2 separate regions of the Mus musculus genome follow, and region 2 is linked to region 1. The links are chromatin contacts, called in public Hi-C maps. All regions are on one chromosome and are shown on one strand. The core of a region is the stretch at or near the end of the contact, and the rest is flanking DNA. Distances in the headings are between cores, read along the strand shown. Region 1 overlaps Ptprf (protein tyrosine phosphatase, receptor type, F). Region 2 overlaps Cfap57 (cilia and flagella associated protein 57).

Evidence for each region. A called contact is a pair of places that touch in the nucleus more often than the background predicts.
Region 2: a contact with region 1 is called in a Hi-C map of cerebral cortex, with 3 times the contacts expected there. The contact joins two enhancer-like sites. A contact is called at or near these places in 1 of 15 datasets of contacts at CTCF or cohesin (stem cell-derived epiblast-like cells), 2 of 484 Hi-C or Micro-C datasets (cerebral cortex and reprogramming fibroblasts) and 1 of 9 other capture datasets (embryonic stem cells).

Annotation. Positions count from the first base shown.
Region 1 is chr4:118,244,646-118,247,345 of GRCm38.p6, reverse strand. The region is part of intron 7 of Ptprf (protein tyrosine phosphatase, receptor type, F); the gene reads left to right. Among named protein-coding and RNA genes, the nearest start is that of Gm40235, 11 kb to the left of the region's middle. Within about 2 kb of position 1,310, at least 55 of the 459 cell types and tissues checked have an H3K27ac peak or open chromatin away from gene starts, as enhancers often do. A contact at or near this core is called in cerebral cortex, where this site is marked.
Region 2 is chr4:118,570,356-118,573,055 of GRCm38.p6, reverse strand. Cfap57 (cilia and flagella associated protein 57) reads left to right here. Exons shown (of 23, transcript NM_026789.5): 19 at 1,295-1,411. It overlaps Gm52677 (a long non-coding RNA gene), which reads right to left. Exons shown (of 3, transcript XR_003955099.1): 3 at 2,693-2,700. Among named protein-coding and RNA genes, the nearest start is that of Gm52677, 17 kb to the right of the region's middle. Within about 2 kb of position 1,420, at least 5 of the 459 cell types and tissues checked have an H3K27ac peak or open chromatin away from gene starts, as enhancers often do. A contact at or near this core is called in cerebral cortex, where this site is marked.

The sequences.
Region 1 (2,700 bases), core at 61-2,560:
GGCAGTACCAAAGCAGGAAAAGGCCACCCAGATTCAGAAAGGATGATGCGGGCATCCTAGCTAGGCACCACACCTGTCCAGCTCCCACAGACATGCTGGCTGTGGCCAGCGGCGGGGCCATGGTTATCTCTGGAAATGGACTGAGGTGGCTGCTAAGGCACTCCTTGGAGCATCCCTACCTGCAGAGTCCCCGCTGTCCACACATGATTGACTTGGACATGACCCTAGCTGGAGCCTGCCTTCTCCCACCTCGTGGCATAAGATCCACTTGGAAGAGCTTTGGGAGGTCAAGGGCATGGGAGCTTCTTTACCCATTTTACGCTCAGCCCTTCCTGCCTAGAGCCTAACGTCGCCAACCTGGCTTCTATAGCTCACCCTCCAGGCCCTGCCTCATATCTAGAACCCATCTAAATCTATGAGGGACCTTTGATTCTCGGATCTGTACCGTAAGGAAAGCCCTGCTCACTGAGACCCTGGCCTGTAGTGTTTGCAGCTTCCTTTTGTGCCTAGCAAAGCCCCATCAGCCCCAGGAGTGCTCTGGGACCACCTTGTGTAGTAGTACTAACTACCAGCTCTGTATTTGTAACTCTGTATGTGGGTGGCTAGGGATGGAAGAACCCCGCCCCACTCCAGTGCCTATCTGCTGGACTCTTTGTCTCCCAATATAGCAATTTCAGTCCATAATGGTTCCTGTTATCACCCAGAGATGGAAGTCCCCCAACTCTTGTCAGGCCTTAAGCCTCCTGATTCAGGCTAGTATGAATTATAGCTCAGATGTTTCTTACCCTTCGCACTGTTGACATTTTAGACTGAATACATCTCTGTTGAGAGCCATTCTACGCATAGTAGGATATTTAGAAGCATCCCTAGCCAGTCAGGAACCAGTAGCAGCACTTAATAAGACCAGTCTAAATGGCCACAACTCTCTCCAGACGCCGGCACCCAGAGGCAGTTTGCCCCTGTGGATACCCTTTCTCGGGATTGCTGCCTCCTGAGGGCTTCTGTCTCCATCTCTAACTTTGTTCTTCTGTCTAGTGACTCATCTTCTCAGACTTAGCCTCCCTCCTCACGTCCTTCCTCTGTTCCCCAGACTGTCGGGGCTCTCCCTGCCTCTCTGAGGCCGTAGGCTGCTTCAACCGATGGGGCAGTGCATGGGCATCAGAGCTTCCCGCATGCTGCCAGGAGCACAGGAGGCGCGTGAGAGTCAGCTGTCTGGGCTCTGTTGGGCTAGCGCTGGGGCACACACATCGTGCAGTCACAGCTGACTTTATTCACAGTTGCCTGCAGTTCCACCCACCGTCTAGCAGGCCCAGGCACGCTGGGTGGACCAGCCTCTTTCTCCATCACCATCTGACTCCCTCCCTGAGTGACTCACTCTCTCCTTCCATCCACGGCGTCTCTCCCCTCCGGCTCTCAGGCATACAGCTTCCCGGGCCAAAGGCAGAACTCTGCCCTTGGCAAAGCTTGCCTTACCTGTACCAAGATCACCAGCCTCTCCGTTCTCTTCAGGAACCCGGCATCTGAGACTCAGCTGTATGACTAGAGGACATTTCCTCTTAGCCTTTCTTTCCACAGGCATCCGGGCGTGCTCCTCACACTGGTGTTGGCGAGGCATGGGGCTTCCTCACAGTGGTGGGGCTGGAGTGGCTTGTGTGCCTCGGTGGGTTTGTGAGCTGGGTGGACCCTGACCCCAGAGCCTGGTAGGGTCTGTCTGAGCGGTGAGGGTGTGTGAGGCATGGTGACTAGCCCGTGCCCCACTTCTACCCCTACCTGCTCTGCCCTCATCGTCCCTGGCACTGCTGGTGGGCCCTACCCTGTCCACTGTGTCTCTCCATGAGTCCTAAGTCCTCTGTGAGCGGCGTGGTCCGTGTGCACCTGTGTGCACGTGTGTGTGCGAGGGGCACAGGAGTCCTGTCTTGTCTCTGTGCTGTGTGGGCAGATGGAGGTTGGCCTGTTTTTACTCTCTCTGTGTTTCTCCTTGTCTTTTTTTATTCCCTCTCATCCTCATCGCACTCTGCCATCAACCCAAACTCTCATCTCTCAGATCAGCGAGAAGGTTGGTCGTTTTCACTTCTTATCCATCTACAGTTCGCCCACCGACTGTGCCCGTCAGTTGGGACCAGCGGGCTTGGTCGGCTCCCTCAGGCTCGCTCCAGCCGCGCCTGCCCGCCAGTTGGCCTCTTCTCGGTGTTTGGGCTGGCTGGCAGGCAGGACCAGGGATGGGTGGGCAGGCCTTCTGCCCTGCATGTACCTGTTGCTTGACCCTGATTCGCTGTGTGTCTGCATGTCCCCTTAGCCAGGCTCCGCTGTTGGAGTGGCCACACATGCACGGTGCACGGCATAAAACTGTACCCTACAGAACTGCACTCAGCTTTGCACCCAGACCAGGCTAGCCCTCTGTTTCAGGAATGGTCATGGGGATCTCTGTCAGAGAAACTAAACTACATGCTTGGCATGTAGGAGTTCAGGGAAGCTTCTACCATTTCCCCACCCACCCTTATGTTGTCTGCGGAACTAAGAGAAGGCAGAACTGCAGGAGGCAATAGGAGGAGGCTAATTTAGAGTGAGTTGTCCCCTTGAGATCTCACAGTACGCGACACAGTCCTGCAGTGTCTGCCCTGCCCTTGAGGCCCCCAGAGCCTTACCAATGCTCCACAAAGCAGACTGGCTGTACTGAGACTTAAGACCAGCCTTGGTCTG
Region 2 (2,700 bases), core at 171-2,670, 330 kb before region 1:
TTGAACTGGAGGCATAGAGCATTGTGAACACCACCATGTGGGTGCTGGGAACAAAGCCCAGCTCCTCTGCCTTTCCAGCAAAGGCCTCTTAACCAGCGAACCGCCTCCCCAGCCCCGACGGTGCTCGTTCTGGCTCTAGCTGCTGCAAAGCCCCATTCTCGTGTGTTCCCTGTACACGGAGGCTCTCTACAGCTCTGCAGACACGGCCCGTTTACCTTGCCACACGTCTGCCAGAGGCAGGCAATTCCTACTTCCCCTCCCACTCTCAATCTCCCCACTTCTGCCCACCACACTCGCCTGCTCTTCCTGCCTTCATCAGATGTTCACAGAGTCCATCCAGATGCCAGGCATCGCCTCAGAGGGCTTTTCCATCTAGCAAAATACCTCCTATTAATAAAAAAGAGTCCCTCTGTGTCCAGAACATGGGGGCAGTCTCTTTCACCTTCCCAGACCTTCCAGAGGTAGACAGGAACCTAAAAACATTATGATAGAATGAGGGTGGGCCTTCCACCCTACACATCAAACAATGAACTGTCCGATCCCCTGAAAACCCCATAGCAAGCACCACAGGTGTGCTAGTGCCCATCAGATGTGGGGTGTCCATCAAACATCCCCTAAAGCTTTCAGTGGGGACTGGGTTTCTCCACAGCCAGTCTCATCTGAACTAGATGTGCCCCGGGTAAGACAGATTTAACAAGGGAGAGAGAGGCTTTCAGACGCTCACTGGTATCTCCTGCCATCGCTTTGAAGAGGGGATGGATGGCTCTTGGTTGTACTCCTTTGACCCTTAGATGATCAGACTGTCTGTCCCCATCTTGTCTCTTCTTTCTGCCCTAGATTGAAGATGCTCACATTCCACTCCAGTCCCTCAAAACTCTCTACTTTAGAAACAAGCCTCAACTTTCTGTTTAGAACGATTGTGGACCCCAAGGGTCAGACTCCACTCAAACATCCTTCCAAACTGGGTGAAGGAGGCATTTCTCTGGAGAGACCTATCTTGAGCAGGAGTTGAGAATCCGGGATCTAGGTCGACTGAATTAGAAAGAATACAAGAAAAGAGAAATCTGTACAGTTAAGGGAGGGGCAGGTGACTAAGAAGAAAACTCTGTGACCTGGCCACAGACAGGTGCAGGACTCCGAGCGGGCATGCTCTCAGCCAAGAGCAGTGCTTATAGGAGGGCAAGTGTCAAGGAGCAAGGTCTCACTCCCAACACATCGCACTGTGGTTGTCAGGAGGTTGCAGTTTTGCCTCCTGACTTCCCCGTTCATGCCTCCATCCCCTGGTTCTCTACAGATGGAAGCCGAGCTGGAGCGTTTCCATAAACAGAACACGCAACTGGAGCTGAACATCACAGAACTGTTGCAGAAACTGCGAGCTACGGATCAGGAGATGCGCAAGGAGCAGCAGAAGGTGCGAGGATTTCAGAGTCTGGCAGTGCGCGGACTCAGGATCTGGCACCTGCCCGCAACGGGCAGCTGGCTCCTCGAGACAGAGCCAGCCATTGCTAAGAAACACTTCCCATTTTAACTCACACTCTTGCCCACAGGCCTGTCTGGTTCCAGGCTTGCACAAATGTATATGTTCAAATTCATCCGAGACTATAGAATAGCTTGGGGGGAGGGAGGGAAGGAGGGAGGGAGGGAGGGAGGGAGGGAGGGAGGGAGGGAGGGAGGGAGGAGAGGGCCAGAGTGCTGGTTTTATAGGAAGGAGCACCCTTAGCCTTGGCTCTGTTTGACCTGGAGAAGAACATCATTTAAAAGGCCATTTGTGCTTAGTGGTTAAAGCTTCGGCCACCCCAAAATTGCTGATGTTAGGAGAACCTCAGAGACCATCCACCTCAGTCTTGTTTACTTCCTGTGAGTGTATGGATGGATGTGTGTGCACGTATGCGTGTGTGTGTGTGTGTGTGTGTGTGTGTGTGTACGCACGCGCACACACTCGCAATGCCCACATGCAGAGGTCAGAGGAGGAAGTCAGGTGTCTGTCACTCAGCCTGGAGCTGTCACTTTCCTCAGCTACACTGGCTGACCAGGGACCCCAGTGACCCTCCCATCTCCACTTCCCAGTGTAGTGCTAGGGTTTTAGGTGTGTGTGGCCACAACCACCCAGCTTTTATCTGGATGCTAGACTCTAAACCCTGGTCCTCATTACGCTTGCACAACAAGCACTCTTCCACACTGAGCCGTCTCTCTGGCTCCCTACATGTTTTGAGACAGTACCTCACTCTGTAGCCCAGGCTGGCCTGAAACTGACTGTGTAGCCCAGGCTTGCCTTGGACTCCCAACTCTGTCTTTGCCTCCCCAAGGGCTGTGGTTACAGATGTGTGCTACCACACCTGGTCCATTCCATTTGTGTGTGTGTGTTATAAATAAAAACAATACAGGCAGTGAAATGAGAGGGGAAGGAAACCCCCACGGGGTGCCTGTAGCTAGTTCTCCCTCTGAACAGCGTAGGACACCCTGGTCCTCTGGCTCCGAGCTAGGATGCAGCTGTGCACTCTTTCCACGGGCCACTGAGATGTTTTTCAAAACCAGACTGAACTTTTCCACTGTCCACATCAAACACTGGCAGCATACGCTGCCAAAGCTGCGGAGCCACACAGGAGAAGAGGGTGTGGCCCCGCTCTTTGCAAGCTGAAAGGGCTGATGAGTGATTTGAACTTTTGCATAAAATATGAAGAGATAGAAAAAATTATATAT